Regions from separate parts of the Gossypium hirsutum genome. Here region 1 is linked to region 2. A link is a contact called in public Hi-C data. All regions are on one chromosome and are shown on one strand. Each heading gives the region's core, a stretch centred on a gene start, on an enhancer-like site or on the middle of the called end of the contact. The rest is flanking DNA. Distances are from core to core; before and after follow the strand shown.

The links. Hi-C and Micro-C count contacts between places; a contact is called where the count stands out from the background.
Region 1: a Hi-C map of hypocotyl shows a contact between it and region 2, with 2.2 times the contacts expected there. The contact joins the promoter of LOC107889045 here to the enhancer-like site in region 2. A contact is called at or near these places in 6 of 34 Hi-C or Micro-C datasets (callus, fibers, hypocotyl and 1 more).

What each region holds. Positions count from the first base shown.
Region 1 is chrA09:64,318,817-64,325,234 of Gossypium_hirsutum_v2.1, reverse strand. It overlaps LOC107889045 (UDP-D-apiose/UDP-D-xylose synthase 2-like), which reads right to left and starts at 5,085. Exons shown (of 9, transcript NM_001326754.1): 1 at 4,731-5,085; 2 at 4,289-4,381; 3 at 4,034-4,141; 4 at 3,036-3,150; 5 at 2,821-2,954; 6 at 2,607-2,708; 7 at 2,410-2,502; 8 at 2,176-2,311; 9 at 1,670-2,077. The coding sequence starts at 4,997. The coding sequence ends at 1,965.
Region 2 is chrA09:64,250,937-64,257,764 of Gossypium_hirsutum_v2.1, reverse strand. It overlaps LOC121206118 (a long non-coding RNA gene), which reads left to right and starts at 6,802. Exons shown (of 2, transcript XR_005901102.1): 1 at 6,802-6,828. Within about 2 kb of position 1,629, at least 6 of the 9 cell types and tissues checked have an H3K27ac peak or open chromatin away from gene starts, as enhancers often do. A contact at or near this core is called in fibers, hypocotyl and leaf, where this site is marked.

The DNA.
Region 1 (6,418 bases), core at 3,836-6,335, 64 kb before region 2:
TGGGCAAAATCAAACACACAAAAGGACCGTATCTAAGAAACACCATGTTTGTTAGTGCTCTACTTAAAAGGCCTCACCTAGTTCAAGCCTGGCAAATCAGTTTCAATGAAAGAGATGAAGTTAATTTCTCAGACACTGATGGTAACGATTAATTTCTCAGACACTGATGGTAACGATCCCTAATAGATATGACAATCATTGCGGACTTCCAAGTGGAGAACATTGGTTGACAGACAGCAAATAGAAGTACTACTTTACGACGCGTTCAAATAGATAGGCCTCAAAGAAATAGTATTAAAAAAGGCAAGCTCTATTTATGGCTTCGCCAACCAAGAGGTTCTATCGTGCTACCAATTACAATTAGTGACAGTCAGCATTAGGGATGTGTAAGTTTCCGATAAAACCGAATTAATTCGGTTAACCGACTGAATTCGGTTAATCGGTCAGTTAACCGAATTAATTCGGTCAGAAATCGGTTAATAATTTTTTAGAAGTTCGGTTAATGGTTAATTCGGTTCAAAATCGATCAGTTAACCGAATTAACCGAATTTAATAAACAATATTATAATATAGTTCGGTTAATTTTTTGGAAATATAAATTAATCGGTTGGTTAAGTCGATTAATTTTTATGTGCTTTATACTTGTTTTAATTAAAAATAAAAAATATATATAAATTTTGGTTAATTCGGTTAACAGACCTAATTAACCGAAAAAGTTTTGTTCGGTTAATTTTTTTTTTAAAAAATTCAGTTCAATTAACAGTTAAAAATTTAAAAAATTCGATTAATTCAATTAATAATAGTTCGGTTCAATTAACTAATCGATTAACCGATTACACACCCTAATCAGCATACAACTGAATACAACTGAAATGGTTGAGTCTATAATAGTCGGCCAGCCTTTGACAAATAACGTTGTTTTCAGCAGGCCCGTTATGAGGATGGCCAAGATGGTTCTCATTGCATTTTGTCTACAGGTAAAGTTCCCTATTCTAATAAGATTTTTATATAAGATTTTAAAAATAATAAAATTTAACTTAATAAATAAACAAGTCTTATTTAGTCAAAGTTTAAAATTTCAAATTTCCAAAATGACAAAAACTAAAAAAAAAAGAACAACACTAAAATACAATAACTAAATCCAAAACCATAAAAACTAATGTAGATTTTAACTAAACCCGAAAACTATAAAATCTAAATGTAGAATCTGAACTTATACCAATAGTTGCCATTTTATACGGCAATAGTTTATCGGTGAAAATTATGAAACCTAGACCAGAAAAAAGAGCTATTTTACCATTTTTTTAGGGTAAGCTACTTATTGAGAACTAAATTTTCACTGTAGTTCTGTTTTTGGTCACCTAACTGTCAAAATTTCAATTTAATCACTAAATTTTCAAATTTGTTTTATTTAGTTACTCTGCTGTTAATTCTTCAACACCGTGACGTTCTTACTAGTGACTAAACAGGCAGTTTAGTCTCTTCCCTTCGATTTGCTTAGGGAATGAGAAAAAGAATAAAATAATAATAACACCATGAGCAAGTGAAGAGGTTCAAACAAATTAACAAAACAACTCAGGTGAGACAAATTAAAGAACCATCTAAAAAACCATAAAAACAGTATATCCTTTCCTTTTGTGTAATATATTTGACGCCCCCAACATGCTGCTGCATCTCAAAGCTCCACTGGAATAATAATTATAATACTAAAACAATACCATTCCCCTTGTAAGAACGTCTCCACATAAAACCATTCTAATAACATAGCTGCCAGAGCTACAGTGAGCTATTGACTACCAACATGGGGAAGACAAAAAAAAAAAAAGGGGGGTATAAAGAAGATCAACATATATGATATATTTAAAGACTTCCTAAAAGAAGCGGGGGAAAGAAGAATTGAAACATTTGCCATAAAGCACATTTCATGATCCTTTCTTAGCCGTGGTTTAAACATCTAGCCTCCTTTAGGATGCAGAAGGTTTTGCTATGGATTTCTTAATAGCCTCGGCATAAGTCCTGTGTTGGTAGGTTAGGGTAGATTCGAGCAAGTCCCAAAGGGATGTCTTGGGGTTCCAACCTGTTTGCCGTAATGAAACAATTGATCAGATGCTCAATTCACTTACAAGATAAAAATCCAAAGATCATACGAGAACAACTAAGAAAAGCACAACCTACCGAGTTGTTTGTTTATTATGGTCATGTCTGGAATTCTCTTGTCACTATCATCATAACCCTCACCATAAAATTCCTTGGAGCTGACATCAACTGTTGGAGACTCCAGCACAGTTTCTCCACTAACCTTGGCATAGACCTGAAGAGCCCAAAGGCATGTAGTTATAAATTACATGTGATCAAATATACCACTATAAAAAAAATAAAAATACGAACTATAGAAACTATGTGCTTCACCTTAGTCATCATTTCAGCAAGTTGCCTAACTGTGACTTCATTGTTCGGGTTACCCACATTGAAAATATGGCCATTGGCCCTATCTGGATTTTCCTGGACAAATGAAACCCAACAGCTTAGTTTAATTTCTGCGTTTGGCTAGATGTGGGGATGAGGGAGGGAAGAGGGTGAGTAAGAAGAGACAAGTTAATACGCACAATCATCAAGAGAACAGCTTCAATAGCATCCTTTATGTATATAAAAGTTCTCTGAGATTCGCCACCATCCACAAGCTTAAGTGGTTCACGACGTAGGAGATTCTAAACAGGAAAAAGAAAAATTAACATTCAAAATATAACTATCAAAGAATTGAAAGGAGAAATTATAGGCGGCGTCTAGGATTCCTAGAATTAGGAAAAGAGTTCGACTAACATTACTAAAGCATGCAAGAACTCTGGGAACTCCCTCACTAGGACCATCAATACCAGGAATGAAATCCATCCTGGGTCCAATCCAGTTAAAAGGCCTCACAATAGTGAACTCGAGCCCAGTCTCTGCCCCTTCAGCTGAAATCGATATAAAATTAAGTCAGTTAATATAATTCTAAGCATCTCTATTGGGAACAGGCTACTTGATAAGATGCTAACCATAAATGAGCCTCTCAATCAACTGCTTAGCACATGCATAGGACCACCTCTGTTTCTCAATTGAACCAAAAATGCAGGGGGAAGTATCTTCCTTAAGAACATAGTAGGCAGGATCCTATATCACATAAATCAGAGAATGAACATATTAATAACATCTATAAATATGGGAGGGGAAAAGGAACAATAACACTAAAGGAAACTTAAAAATTTAAAGGAGAAAAAAACAAAACAAAGCATACTAAATCATTCTCAGCATCACCACAGATTTAGCCATACACATAAAATACGTCTAAAAAGCAGATTGCTTGATAAACAAAAGTCTTTTAAAAAAATGGCATACTTTGAACCCTTCAGCCTCATGAAGCAAACAAATTAATAAAAGAGCTTTTCCAAAAGTCTCCTTTTTTTTTTTTATAGAAAAAGGTTATAAACATGACTGACAAAGAAAGAAAATAAATGATAGTCAACAAAATTTAAAAACTTGAGAAGATAATATCAATAATCAGTGCAGGAATAAAGATCTTGCAAGGCTTGATACTGCTTGCGCATAAAGGGGCTGACCAGCAAATAAAATTGGCATAACTTGTTATAAACAACTCATAAGTACAACTTGACAGACTAAGTAAGACCTCATTAACCATTCAACTATCACAGTAAGTTGCTATTACATTGAACCAAACAACCACATAAACTCCCACCAACGACCCTCCATTTTTTTAGGAGGGCATTGACCAATGTCTGCAGACCATCCAATTTCAAGATTCATTCATTTAAAATAGCTTGACATTTCAGCTCAACACCAACTCCAATTTTTTTTTCCTACTAAAATATAAAACATATAAATCAAAAAATAAACATTGAATCTTTCACATAAAAAGAGCACCGAAAGATCTATACAAAACCACACATGTTACCCTGTTAAAAGCAAAGCATAGATGTAAAATCCTTTTTCAAGAGATACTCAATTAAGCTATTAAAAAAGGAAAGTGAAAGGTTACCTGACGGAGAGGAGAATCTTTAGGAAGAAAGCTTCCAATAGTTTTTCCATACACTTCACAAGTAGAGAAGTGAATCAGACGCTTGTTGTTCTCTGAACAGTACTTCACCTATCAAACCACAAGTTCACAGCACTGACTTCAACTTCGATCTCAAAAAGCTAGTAACAATCAAATCCCCCCTCATTCACATCGACATCAATCTAACTAAAAGAGAAATAAAAGATGACAAAAAACCATTACAAGAGAAATGCTTACCACAGGAAGTGCATCAATAAAATTGCTGTAAATCGTGTCTAGTGGACGCGTATTATAATCTGCCGGAGTACATATGGCAGCAAGATTTATCGTCTACATTGCCAGAAAAACAATAAAAACCAAATCAATCGCCATAAATTCAGCAAGAACTTTTGAAACTCAACAAAATAAATCCAACAGATAATAAGAAACTAGCTTTTAAACAACAATGGGAGAAAATTAGCTCCAGAGGAACTTCAAAATCACATAAACAAAAACAAGATTGCATGAGATCTAATAAATTAAAACAAAAGGGAACACTAAACAAACAAAACGAAGAAAAAGCAGTCAAGCGGAAAATAAAGAGAAACAGCAAAAGATCCGCCTGAGCATAATTTTCAGCAAAAGGAAGTAGTATCAATGATATAAGAAAAGAGAGAGAGCAAGAAAGGCAAGAAATTACGAGATCTGCCATCTTGATGAGGCCTTCGAGCCTAGAATCGTGCTTAATGTTAAGTCGGTGGAACTGAATACGGCCAGCCCAAGGGAGAGAGTCAGGCTCGAGGAGATGCTTGATCTTGTCATTGTAAACGTCCAAGGCGAGCACCTTGTGCGGCGTCTCCGACATCAATTTCTCGCAAAGGTGGGAGCCGATGAAGCCTCCGGCGCCGATCATGCATATCGTCAACGGCTTTATTGGCCTCCCATCAAGATCCGTTCTCGTAGCCATTTGAAACGACGCCGGTTTTTTATAATCTTCGAACGACGGAGACGACGATAAAAAAAAATATTAGCAGTGTTACAAGAGAAGAAATGAGCTGAGAGAAATGGAGATGGAGAAAAATGAAAGAGGGGCGTGCTGTATATATGTGGTTGGAAGGAAGGAATTGACAGAGAGACGGTGACCCTTTTTTACAAAGTTACACTAGATGATGAGGCCGGATTAATGCGTACTCGCGAATGTAGCTAAATCGGTGTACTCGAACGATAAGAGGTACACGTGGAGGATTTAAATGGTGCGGGCTAATGTTGGGTGCACAGGATCCCGGTGAACCGTGTTTAGATTGGATCTGAGGATAATTATTTCAATCATACCATAAATTTTTATCTATAAAACAACTGATGGTTTGGTTTGGATTAATTCTGTGCAAAATATGTATATCATGAACGAGTTAAGTGATTTTTTTTTCTTTTTAGTTTAATTAAAATAAGCTATATTTCATTCATTATTAAATAAGTAAATATTTAAAAATTTGAAATCTTGATTGTAGGTTTACATTAACATTATTTTTTTGAGAGGATAGTTATGTTAAATTGGTATATTTTTCACGCAGATAACCATTGATGAAAATCTCGGCTAGTACGTACTTTATCAATTTAAATTATCTGTATGATTATAATACTTTCACAAAATCAAAATATAAATGTGCAAAGACGTCTAGAATTGAGGCACCCACTTATTCCTAATATTGATCAAGATTTTAGTAAAATAAATTAAAAGTGTTAAAAGAGTGTTTTTATGTGTATATCCCTTATAAAACGGTTAAATTCTCTATTTATATGATACGGTTATTGTTCACGGATGTGACATTGTAGGTAGGTTCTTATGCATGCCAATATGTACTCTACTTTAAAATTAACACATGTTTTCTGTGTATGGGTTTGCCTGCATGGTAGTGCGAACCCACATCGTGCGAGCTCATTAAAGAACGCTAACACCTCATGTATGAACTCAGGGTGCGAACAATGTAGGCTACAGGTCGGAATCCGATTAGGTAACTAGGTAGTGCGATGGTAATGATGAATACCATAACAATTTGTCCCCCACCTAGTTCGAATAAGAGTTATAAAGTGACTCTTCTAAGAACTTGGCTTCGCGAGGTGAGAGATTATTGAGAGAGAAACTTATTGCATGCCAATACCTATCCTACTCTAAAATTAACACGTGTTTTCTATATATGGGTTTGCCTGCATGGTAGTGCGAATCCACATCGTGCGAGCTCATTAAAAGACACTAACACCTCATGTATGAACTCAGGGTGCGAACAATGTAGGCTACGGGTCGAAATCCAATCAGGTAACTAGGTAGCGGGATGGTACTGATGAATACCATAATAATTTGTCCCCCACCTAGTTCGAAGAAGAGTTATA
Region 2 (6,828 bases), core at 380-2,879:
ACGAGTAAGATACTAACATATAATTTATTTATATATTTATGAATTATACCTGCATTTTAATTAAAGGTAATTAAGAAACATCTTAGTCAAGTACTTTGTGATAAAAAAAATGTTGAGAAATGAAAAGCACTTTTGACTCAAGAAAAGAAGAAATAGAAAGAAGAAGAGGAAGAAAAAGACCAGATCTGCATGGAGGGCATAAGTCTTGACAGCTATGGTGGGAGCCAGGAAGGTGATAAGCTGACCAAAAAGGTGCAGTTTTAGGAGGATGAGACTGGTGATCGCACTAACATGATGATTGACTCTCATTCTGAGGGTCGAGTGTCTATCCGGGATGCGTTGGCGATGGGAAGGGACCTAATCCGAATGGGTTAGGGGATGAGAATGGTCTAGCTGACGGCGATGACATTGAACTACTTGATGGGGATGTGTCTACATTTTTTGTTGATGGTATGCCAGCGACCCAATTTTCTGAAAGGGTGTATCAGATTTTGGAACGGAGCACGGCTTGGACAATGGTCATCAAGCTTCTAGGTCGAAGGATAGGTTTCAATGCCCTATCCAATAGAGCTTATGCACTATGGAAGCTGTCTCAAGCTTTTGAATCGTGGACATTGAGAACTATTATTTCACCAAGTTTCAATGAGAAGAAGATTATGAGAAGGCTCTCACAAAGGGGCCATGGGTTATGTATGATCAATATCTTACATTACAACCGTGATCCATGGATTTTGATTCCTAGAAGTTGTACCCTGATAAAGTTATCGATTGGATCAGATTACCAGGGCTCTCTGGATATATGTATCGAAAAAGCATATTGATAGAGAGGGAAATTAGTTCATAAGGGCATTAAATTAGATTATGATACGGATTATAGAAAGCAACAAAAGTTTGTCCGTTTAACTATTTACATTGATCTTGAGAAGCTTTTTGTCTCAAAAGTCATGATTGGAGAATGAATTCAACAGATTAAATACGAGCCTCTTCCAACTATTTGTTTCAAGTGTGGATATTATGGCCATGTGCAGGATGTTTTTCTGATGGATTGTCCGTCAGAAAAAGCCAATGAAGTAAGATCGATGAGAACAGCACCGTCTACATCCTTGGACAAGAAAGTTATATAGGAATTTGTTGGAAGGTCTTGTGTCAAATGGGTTCAACCATGCACACGTTCACATCACAAACACAAATGGGAAAGGTCTTTTTTTTTTTTTTGAAGGTGCCTGCCATGAATGATGTAAGTGAATATAGTATGGTTTCTTTTTGGGCTATGTTTTATGTGAAGTGAGGGTGAGATATTTAATACAAATATGTTCAATTATTTGAATAATCATATATATATATTAAAATGAATGGTAGTATTTAAAAATCATTTTGTTTACAGTTTTCCTGGCGAATGGAGGTAGGAGTGTTGTATTTTAATAAAGAAAGAAGACAAAAGGGTTGTATAAAATATATATAGTACAAGAGAGAAAGTGAAAGGAAAAATAAAGGGAAGTAGTGGTGAAATTTTCTTTGGTCGGCAAATTAAAGATTAAAAAAAACAAATGGATACCAGAGGACAACGGACACCAAAGTCATATTATTGTTTAGAGTTGATCGGGGGAACGGAGTGGAGCTCCGAATACTGTATTAGCCTATATGCTGTCTAATAGGCCAAAGTCATAGGATACCCCACACTCTCTCTCTGCCTTCTAATATTCCATCCACCAACGACTGCTTCTTGTCTTGTGCTGATGTTGTTGCTACCTAAGGATTTACTACTAGTTAGTCTAATATTTTCCCAATTTTAAAATTTCAATTTAACTTAAATAATAATTATATTCATTAATTTAAATTTTGCTATTAATTTTGTATTATATTTAAGTTGTAGATATAGTTTTTTTTTTGTTCATTTTCAATCTTGATTTCAAAAAATTTTTCAATTAAAGTCAAGATTAAAATTTTAAAATTGACAAAAATAAAAATAACTTAATTAAAAAACAAAACTTAAATCTATAACTTACACTAAATTAATAGCAGAATTTAACCATTAAATTAATAGGTAAGCCAAAAATACTCTCCATCATTAAATATGTTTCAATTTTAAACTTTTCACTTCAATCTCAATAGTTTAGCCTTTTATTGGATCTAAAATAAGTTAAATCTTATTAAAATCCCAATAAATAAGTTAGATTATAATTTATCATGTTTAAATTTGTGATTTCATTTTTTTGAATGGAGTAAACAGAATTTGCTTTCATTTTTAAAGGGGCAAAATATTATTTAATTTCAAAATTTTTAAAGGGATTAAAAGAAAATTTTTCCATATTTTAGGACCAAGGCATTAAAGCTAAGAAACATCCTAATCAAGTACTTTGTAGTAAATTAAAGTGAGTCATGGTTGACATGAGAAATTGAGAAAGACTAAGAAGTGCATCTTTTAATCGGACTGTGGACAAGTCCGAAACAAAGTTGTACCCATTATTTTGTAGTGACAAAAAGAACAAAGATATCCAAAGACACAAGAAGGGTTTGTATGACATGTTTTTCAACCTTTGAGATAAAAAAATCAACTGCTACGTTTTTCCTCATTTTTTACATATCATTTTTGTTTTTTTTTTTGTGGTTGATTTTTTTTCTAATATTTTTGAAAGGAGAAAGATTTCAAAAGGAAAGGTTATTTAGAATTTGAATGTTGGATTTAGAGTTAATTTTAAATTTGAAATTAATATTTTTTTGTTGTTGTTAAAATCGAATGAACTGATCGGTCGAATTGTAGGTTAATTTTTTTAAATATTATTTTCAATATTTAAAATTTTTATCCTCAATTCTTTTTATCGTCGAATCAAGTTAATTTAGATAGTTACTTATTCAAAACACGATTTAATACGTATGGCTTTTGGAAGAAAAAAAAGTAATAATAAAAAATTATTTTACAAATTTAAATTTATTTTATAATTAAATAAATTATATTTTATAAGTCTTTATTAATATTTTTATTTTTTTATATATTATTCGATCCGCTTAACAAAACACCTTTTTTTTTTTAGATTTTTTGTTTTCCTCCGCTGTTTTAGTTTCTTTTATTTCTCGCTGATAATGATAGTTATATATTGTTTTTCTTGACAGATTTTCAATTCATTTGGAAAAAGTTGGTGAAGCATGGTTGGCCCAAAATTGACGTACCTTGCTAGAATTGTTTTTGGACTAGGCTACTTCTCCGAGCATAAAAATCCATCCCATGTCTACATTTGAGCAGATTCAAGTAAAAATATTATATTTAAAAAATAAGTTTAGATAAAAAAATTATACTCGTTTAAAATATAGGTCGAATTTGAGTTTAAACATTTAAAATTCAAAATTAACTCAACCTTTTTTAAGATTGTAATATTTTATAGGTTTAATTCACGATTTGACCTCTAAAGTATCTAAACGTTTTTTTACTTTAGTATCTAAACTTTTTTTAGTCCCAATTTACTTTTCTAGTTAAGTTTTGGATCAAAAACCATAAAAGAACAATACTTTAGGTACTAAATTGAGACAAAAAAATAGGTATCAAAGTGAGAAAATAAGTATACTTCAAGAGTCAAATCGTAAAGTAAACCTATTTTATATTTTGTTATTTTTATATATTATATAATTTATAATATAAAAATTAAATTTATAATAGTATATAATAGTACTATAATGCAAACATTTAAAAAAATTCCTAAAAAGGCTATATATAAAATTTTAATAAATAAAAAACATACAAAATTACTAAATATTAAAATAAAAATAAAATAAGTATACATTGTTTTAAAATTAAAAAAAATGGGTGAGCATAAAATGAGCTAGAGGTGTGCATGAGCGGGCCGGGCCGGGTTCGGGCCGGGCCCACAAAAAATTTTAGGCCCATTTTCTAGGCCTAGGCCTGGGCCCAGCCCGGCCCTAAATATGGGCCTAAAAATTTGTCCAAGCCCGGCTCGAAATAAAATTGTTAAGCCCGAGTCCTGCCCGGCCCGACCCATATTAAAATTTTTTTAACTTATTTCATTAAATAAAAAATTTTAAAATATATTAAATAATCAAATACATTTAAAATAAATATTAAAACAATTTTTAAAACAATACGCAAATTGAAAATATAATAAAAATTAATTATATTAAAATTAAAAATAAAATATAAATATGATTAAAAATAAAAAATATATATATTTAGTATATAATTCGGGCCGGGCCGGGCCGTGCTCAGGCCAAAAAAAATTTACCCGAACCCTGCCCATTTTCTAAACAGGCCTTGTTTTTTTACCCAAACCTATATTTTGGGCCTATATTTTTACCCGAACCCTCCCATTTTTCGGGCGGACCCAGCCCGGCCCATACACACCTCTAAGATGAGCTTAGGTTAACTATTTACAAATATGAGCGAGTTTAGATAAAATTTTAAGTTCATATTTCAAATCGGGTTAAACTTAAGCAAGCATAAAATATGTTAATAAGCTCGCCCATAAACACCTCTAACCCATATCATATAAACTACAGGCATGGATTCGAGTCAAACCATGCACACTATCCATGGTTTAACTTATCAAACATCTCGGTGAGGTGCTCCCTCTCTATGAACTCATTACCTCTTCAAGCGGTCTCACTCGAAGCTTTTGGGAGGGTAAGAAGACAAAACTCTAATCAAGAACAATATCAATTTATTGAAAGATCTATTAGCCTTAAATGAAGGACAATTTACAAATCGAAAACATTTTTATAATGAAAAATAATAATAAAATTACTGATTTGGTCCGAAGCTTTTGATCATGCGACTTAAAAAAGAATGAAAATAAGGTATGTAGATGGGACATACAAATGTTGTAGGTTCATGGATGTAAGAAAGCATAACAACCATACATCAATTTCCAATGTTCACATTGTATTTACATTTGAAATCAACAATAAGAAATCCAATTAAATAATACCAAAACCAACAATCCATTATTCTATATAGTCATATATGCACAAACATCCGACTAAACTATGTTTTTGCCAATGTTTATGTTTAAACTCGTCCACCCTATACTACGTCGAGCTAAGACGTGGTCAATTCATGTCAAAACGGACTATCTTTGATTCAACTAACCTTGTTCTAATAATCATTTTTTATTGTGCTAGAAAGTTGAAGTCGTAAAATTTTGATAGTCTAAATTTAAGTTTTATTATGTACAAATGTTATGAGTGAATTCTCTTTTAAATGATTCTAAATTTAAGTTTTACTAGGTGTGAGTTTTTTCTAAATTTACTATAATCTAGATTTGAATATATTCCAAATTTTAACATATTGTGCTTTGTATTTAGTTTCTTTTAATTCTAATTTATCATACATGTATAATTTGTGATTTGTAATGCATTTGTACTTGTAAATTTTTTAAAAAAAAGTTAACTTTTTTTATTAATTTATAATTAAAAATAGATAAAAATAAATACAAGTAGATGATAAACAACAATCGAGTATACTTACCTTTTTAATTTAAATTTGTTTGATATATATATAAACCTTAGGGAGTATATGTTTTTCAAAGTATAGGGTAAATGTATTGTTATTGAATGCTTTAGACAATTTGTAGATTTTTGTTTTGAATTAAGAGTGTTTTCATTATTTATCTTAAAGGCATGGAGAATATTTATATACGAATTCATACCGTAATTTGAAGGTAAATTAAGCATATAATATTCATGTAGAATCCCCGTATTGAATTAGCTAGTTTGCTTGAATGATATATCAATTAGTCAATGAAACTTTAGCATAATTATTAAACACATAAACTTTAGTTCATAAGAATTCATGTTTGAAATTTATCATGCTCAATTTTATATGTGAATCTTGAATTTATTGTTACCTTAATTTTTTTAATATAAAAACTGTAACACCCTGATTTTGGGCCTAGTCAGAACAGTAGTTTCGGGACCACAAATTCGACGATGAAAATTTTATTTTTATTATATTTTTATGGTCTACGAGTTCATGGAATAATTTCGTGAAAATTTCGTTCGAAAATTTTGACGTTCGGGAACTTAATTTAGTCAAAAGGACTAAATTGTAAAAAGCACAAAAGTTGAGTTCTACATGTTAGAAGTGTCAAATTGTTATGAGTTTTTAAATTAAAGGTCCTTAAATGGTAGTTATACCATTTTTTAATTGTTGGACAAAAATGGACATGAAATGGGTGTAATAAAATATTTTTAAGTTAGAGGTATTTTGGTAAACTAATAATTAAAAGAATTAAAAAGGGAAATAAGCCAAATTAGCTATCATCTTCTTCATTCAACCGTTTCTACCAGCAACAGCCATGGTTAGGATTTTTTCAAACTCCTCCCTAGCTCCGTTTTTAAAGTTCTTTACATTTTTTAAATCTCGGTAACTTGTTTTACTTATTTCTACCATTCATTTGAGCTAAGGTTCATGTCTAAAAATTTACCCATGAATAATATGCATGTATTTTGATCTCTAATGATATAAAATGAAGGTTGGGTGTTAGATAAACGACTTTTGCTAAGCGATTTTACGTGAAAACGAGTAAAATGACAAAATTGGTAAAAATACCTAATGTTCATAAGTACATGTTAGAGTGAGAATTGGATGTTGCTATAGAAGGAAAAAAATGATCAGCATGTCATAAAACATAAGAAAATAGGATGAAGTTTAATTTACGAGATTTGGAGTAAAAGTGTAAATATGTGAAAGTTTAGGGGAAAAATTGTAATTTTTCTAAAATATGATTTTGGGTTATCCTAATTAGGCTATATTTGAAATGATAGAGCAAGGAAAATTGAAATTCGGGCTAAAATTGGCAAAATACCAAGTTGTGGACAAAA